Regions from separate parts of the Mus musculus genome. Here regions 1 and 3 are each linked to region 2. A link is a contact called in public HiChIP or PLAC-seq and promoter capture Hi-C data. All regions are on one chromosome and are shown on one strand. The core of a region is the stretch at or near the end of the contact, and the rest is flanking DNA. Distances in the headings are between cores, read along the strand shown. Region 1 overlaps Syt16 (synaptotagmin XVI). Region 2 holds the start of Rhoj (ras homolog family member J). Region 3 overlaps Syt16 (synaptotagmin XVI).

What was found. Promoter capture Hi-C pulls out the DNA fragments that hold promoters and counts their contacts. HiChIP or PLAC-seq counts read pairs in DNA pulled down with a chosen protein or histone mark.
Region 1: a contact with region 2 is called in a promoter capture Hi-C map of embryonic stem cells, with 4 times the contacts expected there. The contact joins the enhancer-like site here to the promoter of Rhoj in region 2. A contact is called at or near these places in 11 of 39 promoter capture datasets (the HPC-7 cell line, HPC-7-derived erythroid cells, cranial neural crest and 5 more) and 1 of 115 datasets of contacts at active chromatin or transcription factors (bone marrow-derived macrophages).
Region 3: a contact with region 2 is called in an H3K4me3 HiChIP or PLAC-seq map of bone marrow-derived macrophages, with 8 times the contacts expected there. The contact joins the enhancer-like site here to the promoter of Rhoj in region 2. A contact is called at or near these places in 9 of 39 promoter capture datasets (the 3T3-L1 cell line, HPC-7-derived erythroid cells, cranial neural crest and 5 more), 3 of 115 datasets of contacts at active chromatin or transcription factors (bone marrow-derived macrophages, embryonic stem cells and stem cell-derived neural progenitor cells) and 1 of 9 other capture datasets (liver).

What each region holds. Positions count from the first base shown.
Region 1 is chr12:74,218,669-74,221,581 of GRCm38.p6, reverse strand. The region is part of intron 3 of Syt16 (synaptotagmin XVI); the gene reads right to left. Among named protein-coding and RNA genes, the nearest start is that of 1700086L19Rik, 64 kb to the left of the region's middle. Within about 2 kb of position 1,476, at least 4 of the 459 cell types and tissues checked have an H3K27ac peak or open chromatin away from gene starts, as enhancers often do.
Region 2 is chr12:75,306,859-75,309,671 of GRCm38.p6, reverse strand. Rhoj (ras homolog family member J) reads right to left here and starts at 1,359. Exons shown (of 5, transcript NM_023275.2): 1 at 671-1,359. The coding sequence starts at 848.
Region 3 is chr12:74,191,109-74,194,002 of GRCm38.p6, reverse strand. All of the region lies in intron 3 of Syt16 (synaptotagmin XVI), which reads right to left. Among named protein-coding and RNA genes, the nearest start is that of Gm40889, 52 kb to the right of the region's middle. Within about 2 kb of position 1,277, at least 22 of the 459 cell types and tissues checked have an H3K27ac peak or open chromatin away from gene starts, as enhancers often do. A contact at or near this core is called in bone marrow-derived macrophages, where this site is marked.

The sequences.
Region 1 (2,913 bases), core at 227-2,726, 1.1 Mb after region 2:
TTTCTTGAGCGTTTTCCTACCAGCACACTTGTAGTCTCTTAGTCTCTCTAACTATCACTCATGATTTGGTGTTCTTTGCCTTTCATGTTCCTTCTGCCTCTCAGAGACTCTCATAATGCTGGCTCCTTCCCATTTGGGGCTCAGACTGACTGTCCTTGCATTCTGAAAGCTTCCCTGATCATCTATCCTTGACTAGCTCTCACCCGCATCCCATCTTCTCCTCTAGAACGTCTATAAAAATAAACCTATCCCATCCTTTGTTAACTAGTGTCTTCCTATTACATAAAACAAGGCTGGCTTCATGGTGAGTATATTAAATATTGAGCATTTTGTGAACACCCGGTGTTATCACAAGCCAGAGCATACACATGCACCCTAGTGCACTGTTCCCTATGACTGAATACTCATACCCAGCCTCCCATCTAGACTAGTTAAAATGTCTTTAAGGTTTCTATTCAGATATTGTAGCTTTTCAGAACATCATTCTTTTACCCTTAAATTGGGTGACAGGCTCCTTTTATGTTCTATAAAATCATTCTTGTATTTTACCTTATCAATGGCATTCCTGAAATGTGGAGAAATTTCTGTTTCTTGGGACCCTTCCTTGGAAAAGAAAAAGAGAGAGAATAGAGTGGAAGAAACAAGAAGATAGGAAGCAGGGGGCGGGGAAGGAAAGGGTGAGTCAGACAGAAGTCCAGCAGTGGTAGCTACAGATAAAGGTAGGTCTGTATTTGAGTCAAAGCAGGCTGGAGTTGCTAAGTAATGGGTATGGGGGAGGTCCTTATAATGCTTGCTCATGTTAGCTGCTATATGACTAAGTCCCTTAACTTCTTGGGTCCTCTATCCATTCTTTGGGGTCATTTTTAATGTCTCCATTATTTCCTCAGTTTTTGCAAGTTCCTCAAGTCCATCACTGCTGACTGATGGCCATCAATATTCAATCCTTTTTTTTTTTTTTTTTTTTTTTTTTTTGCTGATCTCCATGGAGTATCTGCTCTATGAACAAGAGTATTTACTTATTTCACCTTAATGTTACTAGTTCTTTCCAGCACCATGGTAGTAGAAAAAAAAGTCCAAAGAAACTAGATCTCATTAATATTTCAATAATCGGGCACAGGAAGCATCCCACCAGAAAACCCCGACAATGATTAATTTCCTCGTTCCTATTTGTGTTCGGCTTAGTATTCTGGTATAGGATGAACCAGCACATGAAGGAGAAAACCAGAGGTCAATAGGAATACAGTGACATTTCCTCTACTTTAGAGGGCAGAATCAGCTAAGCTCCCAGGACATGGCCAAGGGAACAAATGGGAGGGGTGGTTGACATTAACATCCATCAGCACTCTTCCCAACTCTGTGATTCTTGGGACCTTTCCTTGGAAAAGAAAAAGAGAATAGAGTGGAAGAGACAAGAGGATAGGAAGCAGGGGGCGGGGAAGGAAAAGGGTGAGTCAGACAGAAGTCCAGCAGTGGTAGCTACAGATAACGGTAGGTCCGTATTTGAGTCAAAGCAGGCTGTCCTTCTACACTTAGGACAGTTTTTAAAGTTTAAACGGCCACAAGTCATTCATTTCAGATGTATGTGTCAATGTAGAATACTTCTATACCTAGAAAATTATTAACTATAATTAAAATGCAGGTAATTTTCTCCAATGAGTCACATAGGAAGGCTTCTCCTTACTTATGCTAATCATATGGTAACTATAGCATCTGCTATATCCTCAACATCCACTCTTCTTGGAACTTTGTATATCACATTTAGTTATGACAGAGTATTATTTTTCCCATTGTACACTGACAAAAAGTTAAATAAATTATACCAGAAAACAAAGAAAAGTAACAAAGTTGGAACTTGAACACAGAACCTATATTCCTAAACGTTTTGCATATCATCAAATGTCATCACATCAGGAAATAGAGCCATGTCTAGACTACTCTTTGGGTGAAGAGAAAAGCTTTGCCTTCAGTCTGCCAAAAGGCCGTATCCTCTTTGCTAGATGAAGGAGCAGTATGGTGAGAAGGGCTGCTGGTCCACATGAGTGTGGGCAGGATGCAGGATAACTGCCTATCACTTTGCATCCAATTTAAGTATAACAGCAGCTGCTATTCTAAGTCTCCCTTCCCAAGGATCTCGGAGCATTCTCTGTCTAAAAGGGATACCTGAACTCTCTCCTGAGTGCCACTGGGCATTGACAGTGATGCTATCCAAGTGACAGAGATAATCCAATACTGAGCCTCCAGCAGGATTGGGGTGGTTTGAGTAGGAATGGCCCTCAGAGGCTCATAGATTTGACTGTTTGGTCACCACAAGGAGTGGCACTGTTAGAAAGTATGACTTTCCTGGAGTAGGTGTGGCCTTGTTAGAGGAAGTGTGTCACTATGGGTGGGCTTTGAGGTTTCAGATGCTTCAGCCAAGCCCAGTGTCTCTCTCCCTCTCCCTCTCCCTCTCCCTCTCCCTCTCCCTCTCCCTCTCCCTCTCCCTCTCCCTCTCCCTCTCCCTCTCCTTCCCCCTCCCCCTCCCCCTCCCCCTCTCCCTCTCCCTCTTCCCCTCCCCCTCTCCCTCTCTCTCTCTCTCTCTCTCTCTCTCTCTCTCTCTCTCCTGTCTGCTGAGATGATGAGATGTAGAACTCTAGGCTACCTCTCCAGCATCATGTCTGCCTGCATGGTGTCATGTTTCCTTCCATTACAATAATGAACTAGTGTTCTAATGTAAGCGAACCACACATTCTCATCTCATCACAGTAATAGAAGTTTGACCATGACAGGGATCCCAGCATTCCTCTAGAACTTAACAAATGTTCGCTTGTTTGCTCCGCACAAGGACCTAGTGAAGTCAGGATTGCTAACGTGCCCATTTGAGGAACGAAGACCTAAGGCTTAGTGTCAGTCATTAATAGTGTTAAATACAGACTC
Region 2 (2,813 bases), core at 110-2,609:
ACTACAGCATCGGGGTGATCACGGTTTAAAATACTAGATACTCAAATTTGTCTTTTCAGGACATAGTTGAAAACGATTTAATTGCATTTGAATTTTTTACTTTAAAAAACATAGCCATCTTTTACTTAATTTTCCACTTAGTATTTAAAAGCGTGGGACACTTTTCTCCTTATCTACCATCCCAGAAGAGTGAAAGTACAAAATTTAAGCCCCAAGTAATCCAGGAAAAAAAAAAAAGAAGGTTTTATTAGCTGGTTCTATTAGCCGTTTGATCATGACTAGCATGGAGTAGAAAAAGTTTAGAGAGTAGAACACTTTCCATGTGTCTAGCGGTGATTTTTTTAAAATGGAATATTTTGCAATACACTACACTTCAAAAAAAAATAATTACCGTGAAAAGTTGAAGAAAGTTTAGGCAAAAATGTTGAGAAACATTTCTGGAGGATATTTCCCCAGGATTGCACATTTGTTTCAATAGGAGAAGCATGTGAATGGATGTACAGGGTCTCCGCAGGATCCTAGCACCATTCTTGATGGAGTTACCTGGTACCTGCCAGATCCACATCAGTCTGTGACTTTCTGGCGAAAGCCAGGTCCCTCTGAACGCTAGGTAGCTGTGCCCAGAACCCCACCGCTCATCTAGACGGAGTTGGTCCCCACGCTTTCCTACCTGCGTAGTGGTCAAACACAGTGGGCACGTATTCCTCTGGGAAGGCGTCGTTGGCGTAGCTCATCAGCAAGCAGGTCTTCCCCACCGCGCCGTCCCCGACCACCACGCACTTCAGGATCCTGTTCTCCTCATGTCCATTGCAGCCGCAGCTGCTGTCGGTCCTCTCTCTGCAGCTCATGTTGGCGGCTCCCGCAGCAGCTGCTGGGGCTTCTGCAGTGCATGGAGCGGTGGCACCGGCCCCAGGCTGGAGCTCAGGCGGCCTGACTCTGGCTGGCCGGGCTCTCCCAGGCACAGCCCAGACACACTCGAGCCCCGCAGCTCACCATGCTGGAGAAGGAAGGCACTCTTGGGAGGAGGGATGAAAAGGGTCTGTCCCTTTCTCCCAATCCCAACGGAGAAGTGGAGTTGGGGGTAGAGCTGGAGTTAAGAAACTCTCATGTCCATAGACTTCCCGGGACTTCCTGGCAGTCTAGAAATATCAGCAGCCCGTGAGAATCTCACTCTACCCTCCCCATCCCCAGCCTGGCTAATGACACGGTGGGATTTGGATAACTCCTGCCCGGTTTTCCACCACACAACTAATATGGAGGAGAGAAGGGCTTTTAAACGGAGTTTCCCCCCCCTCGCTTCCTCCAGCTTGCCGAGTGTCAGGAAATCGTGGGTTTCCTGCTGCATTCCATATTAGGATCAGTGGGCCGGGGAAGGCGGCAACAATGGGGCTCTGTGCGTGTGTTTGGACTTCTGGGGAACCAGGCCAGGACACGGAGAGGGGAAAACACTAGGGGTCCTGCAGCCAGCTTAAGCTGTCAAACTTCCTGCTTTATCCCCTGCTAGCTAGCCAGGCTGCTGGCTTGTGGCTGGGAAGAAGCCAAAGAAGAAAGGATGGAACCCGGGGAGCAGTGTCTGCCGCGGAAACTAGGGAGAGGACTGAGTTTGAGAGCTTGAGGGAGCTGAGAGGACCTCATAGGGATTGCAGGCTAACATATGACGTCATCCTCCCTCCCTGACTCACCAGTTCAAATCGACAGTTTTTTTTTCCCTTAAACGAGAATCTCAAGCAATTCTTTTCCGCAACAAGGAAGGAAATCTTCCAGAGTCACACGATTTTGAAGAGGGGGGAACGTTGTGCAGGTTGTAGGTATATTATGAGTGACCAAGTTTACAAGTCTGTGTTTGAGCACAATGCTCAAATATACATTTCAGACTCCCCAAAACAACCCCAATGATTTTTTTTTAAACAGAGGAAATCAATCAGATATTGGGCTCAATCAGATATGCTGAGCTCAGGACTCACACTTTTGGAAGTGAGAGAGAGAGGCACATAGTGTGGCCTTTTGGCTTGGTTAGAGTCTCTAATGCTGTGTATGCATAGAGGCTTCTCCTTTTCTTCGAATCATCTCCCCCTGGGTAGGCCCAGCTCTCCTCAATGACACAGGCGCATAGCAGCCAGTTTGGTGCCTGAGAACGAAGCCCCATTTGATAATGGACAACGTGAACCTACAAATGATTTTGACGAATGGGTTAAAGTAAAAAAAACCCTTTGCTTTCCTATGAGATTTTGAAGATTGCAGATTATCTAAGGGCTTTGAGCGGTTTCACTGTGGCCGGGACGGGGAAAAGTCAGCTTTAGTGACTGTCAGTAACTTAGGTACCTACAACTCATGTGCATGCTGTCAAGGTACAGAGTCCACACCTCTTCTGTTTTGAATAGAGTAAAACTTGCCATGATGCTTGGTGCCCCAACATTTCTTTCCTATGAAAGAAAAACATTTCAATTAGGTATAGAGTGTATCAGGGATGTTATGTTACCATAACAATAATCCCCAAAGTTCAGAATTCGAAATAACTTTCTCTTTCTTCCTTCCTTCCTTCCTTCCTTCCTTCCTTCCTTCCTTCCTTCCTTCCTTCCTTTCGTTCTTTCTTTCTTTCTTTCTCTCTCTCTCTCTCTCTCTCTTTCTTTCTTCTTCTTCCTCCTCCTTTTCCTCTTCCCTCTTCTTTTCCTCCTTCCTTCCTTTCCTCCTCCTTTTTCTCCTCCCCTTCTCCTCCCCTCCTTCTCCTCTGCACCCTCCGTTTCCTTCTCCTCCACCTCCTTTTCCTCTTCCTCTTCCCTTTTCTCCTCCCTCCTTTTTCTCCTCCCCCTCCC
Region 3 (2,894 bases), core at 28-2,527, 1.1 Mb after region 2:
TGACATAACCACATAGCATACAATTCATTAATTAAAACACATAGTCCAATGATGTGAAAAACTTTGCAGCCATCACCATGATCAACTTTAGACCCCTTCATCACTGTCAACTGGAACTCTATGCTTCGCCTCTCACCAACCCCACCTCCACAGCCACAGTCAGCCATCAACCTACTTTTCTTTCTATATGCAATGGTGGCTTATGGGGCACTTCTATATAAAACGTGCCTTCTGTGTTCTTTTACTGAGTGACTTATTTCACTTAGCATAATCTCCTCAAGGTTTGTCTTTGTTGTAATATGCACCACCACATGGGGCACAGAAACCTGGTGTTCATTCTTTTTAGAGGTAAGTAATTTTTTCCATTATGGAGGCCTACCACATGGTGCCTATCCACATATGAATTGATTGACAGGCTGTTTTCATTTCCTAGCTGTTATGAATGATGTTGCTGTACGTATGCTAATTTCACACAGACCTGCATTTTCATTTCTCTTGCATTCATGCCTGGGATGGAAGTGGAGGAACAACCCAGAGTTTGTTACTCTACCAGACTGACAGGGAGACTGCAGAACTTTCCTCTTCCAGCACAAGGTTGCTCTTCCCTGACATTGAAACTGCTTTTTGTTTGCTCATTGACTCTTTAATATATTTTTCTCTGACTTCTCTATTCAAGTCCTTCCTCTATTCTTAAGAATTCCTTATATAGTCTAGATATAAGTGCCTTATTGGGTATAACATTTACAGGGTCTTTTCACTTTGCTTATTGATATCATATGCAGCACAAAAGTCTCCAGTGTTGGTGAGATCCAGCACAGCTTTTTTATCTCTCTCACTTGTACTTTTAGCATTAGGCTCCATAATGCTTTCTCCAACCCAAAGTCACCAAGATTAACAAACAGTTACTCTCTACACATTTTAGCTTTTATATTTTGGTTCATGATCAGCTTTGAGTTCATCTTGCGTGTGGTCTAAGTAAACTTTTTTTTTATTTGATATTTGATACATTATATGGCATCTCTCCCAGCGTTCATCTCCATAACCAGTTCTCATTCAAAACTTCCACTCTCTGCCTCTTCTGGGCTCTTGTGTGCTGTCTTCGTGATGGTTCGTGAACTTCTTCTTGTCAGATCACTCAGTTGATGCGTGACTAATATTAAGCCTCTTCCAGAATGTGTGTCCTTGTTTTGAAAATGAAAAGTGATCTATGCTATCCCAGGTTCTGATTTGTGCATTGCGACAGGGAAGCAGGGACATCCCTGCTGGGATGACCAAGACTCACACTTAGTCACTGGTGTGTCATTTTATCAAAGAACCACTTCCTCTTGGCACATGAGAGGAAACCCTGACTTGAGTCTATTCATAGCCCAACCAAAGGAGCAGTTTTACTTCTGCTGTATAAAGCATCATAGCAAATACTTTTCAATGATCCTGCTCCTTTTCAATATTTTGAAACTAAATTAGTATTTAATCATTGATGCACTTTCTGAACTAACACATTTTGTAACTTGGTGGGAGATATTTGTCCTTAAGCTTATTTTACTAACAGCACAGTAATCTTGGACTTTATAAAATGTCTTTTAAAAGTGGATGATTCTGCCATTTATCCCCTCTGCTAGATTTACATTTAATAGCTGGTGTATTTTCAAAACTACAGAAATTCAGATGGCTAAATAATTAGAGATCATTTCTTCATTAACTACAAGAATATTTTCATTAGAAGGAAATATGCTGAACCAAACAAGCAAGAAGACGTTCTACCCACATATTCTGTTGTCAAGCCCACCAGCCAAGCCTACCTGCAAGTGACGTGACGTTTTAAGTGTGTCAGGTTTACCTTAATGAGTTTTTAACTAAGTTTGAATTTCACAGTCTAGCACTGTTATGTTTAAAGAGATTTCCAAAATTTCTAGGAGAGCTTTGCTGAAAAACTAACCACTTAGAGCTAAAGGATACCCAGCATTCCTATCCTTGATGTCTTATAAACTAATATAAATAATATACTTGTAAACTCAAATATGAATTTTTATGCTTTAGGTAATCATGCCCATCCTATGCTAATAAAAGTTACAAAATAATGGGATTGAATCATTCCTACTTGTAAGAATCTTAAGTAATTGATTCATATATATATATATATATATATATGTATACACACACACACACACACATATATACACACATACATATATGCATATGTGTATAAACACGAGTGTCAAGGAAGACAACTTTTGTGGACTCTTCTCTACCTTTCTGTGTGTCCCGGGGATTAAACTCAGGCCCTCAGGCTTAGTTAGCAAGCATTTTTACCCACTAAACCATCTTCCACTCCTGCTCTTTGAGTCTCTTAAATGTCATTCACTAATAGACCTTTAAGAATGTATGCTATCTTGCTTACTGTCTTAGAGAGAATGGAACTGAACCAGAAAGAATAAGTAGGTTTTTTTTTTTTCCACAAAGAAGAAAATGACAAAAATTTTCTTAACATCCCACATAACTAGGGAATTTTCAATTTTATTAAGGTGTTCAGATGCTAAAAATGCTAACACACATTTCTTGTTGTTGTTGTTTTTATAAAGCTTTTTGTAACTTGACTTTCTTTTGCAACTTGGCTTTCCATCTTCTCTGTGCTCTTCTGCTCATTCAGATTTCCAGGTCCTCTAGCCCATTCTTCCTGCTCTATTCACCCCCCCCCCAACCTCCACTTCCACCCCCACCCCCACCCTAACCCCCCTACCCTACCATACCCCAACGCATACCCCACTCCCAGCATCCCTTCTCACCTCTCTGGTCATTGGCAGGCAATTCACCTGCCTCTTTACACTCAGTTAAATCCCTACACAGCTTTATGCCTTGAAATTTTCTTTGCTGCTCTTTTAAATGTTAATGTCTAG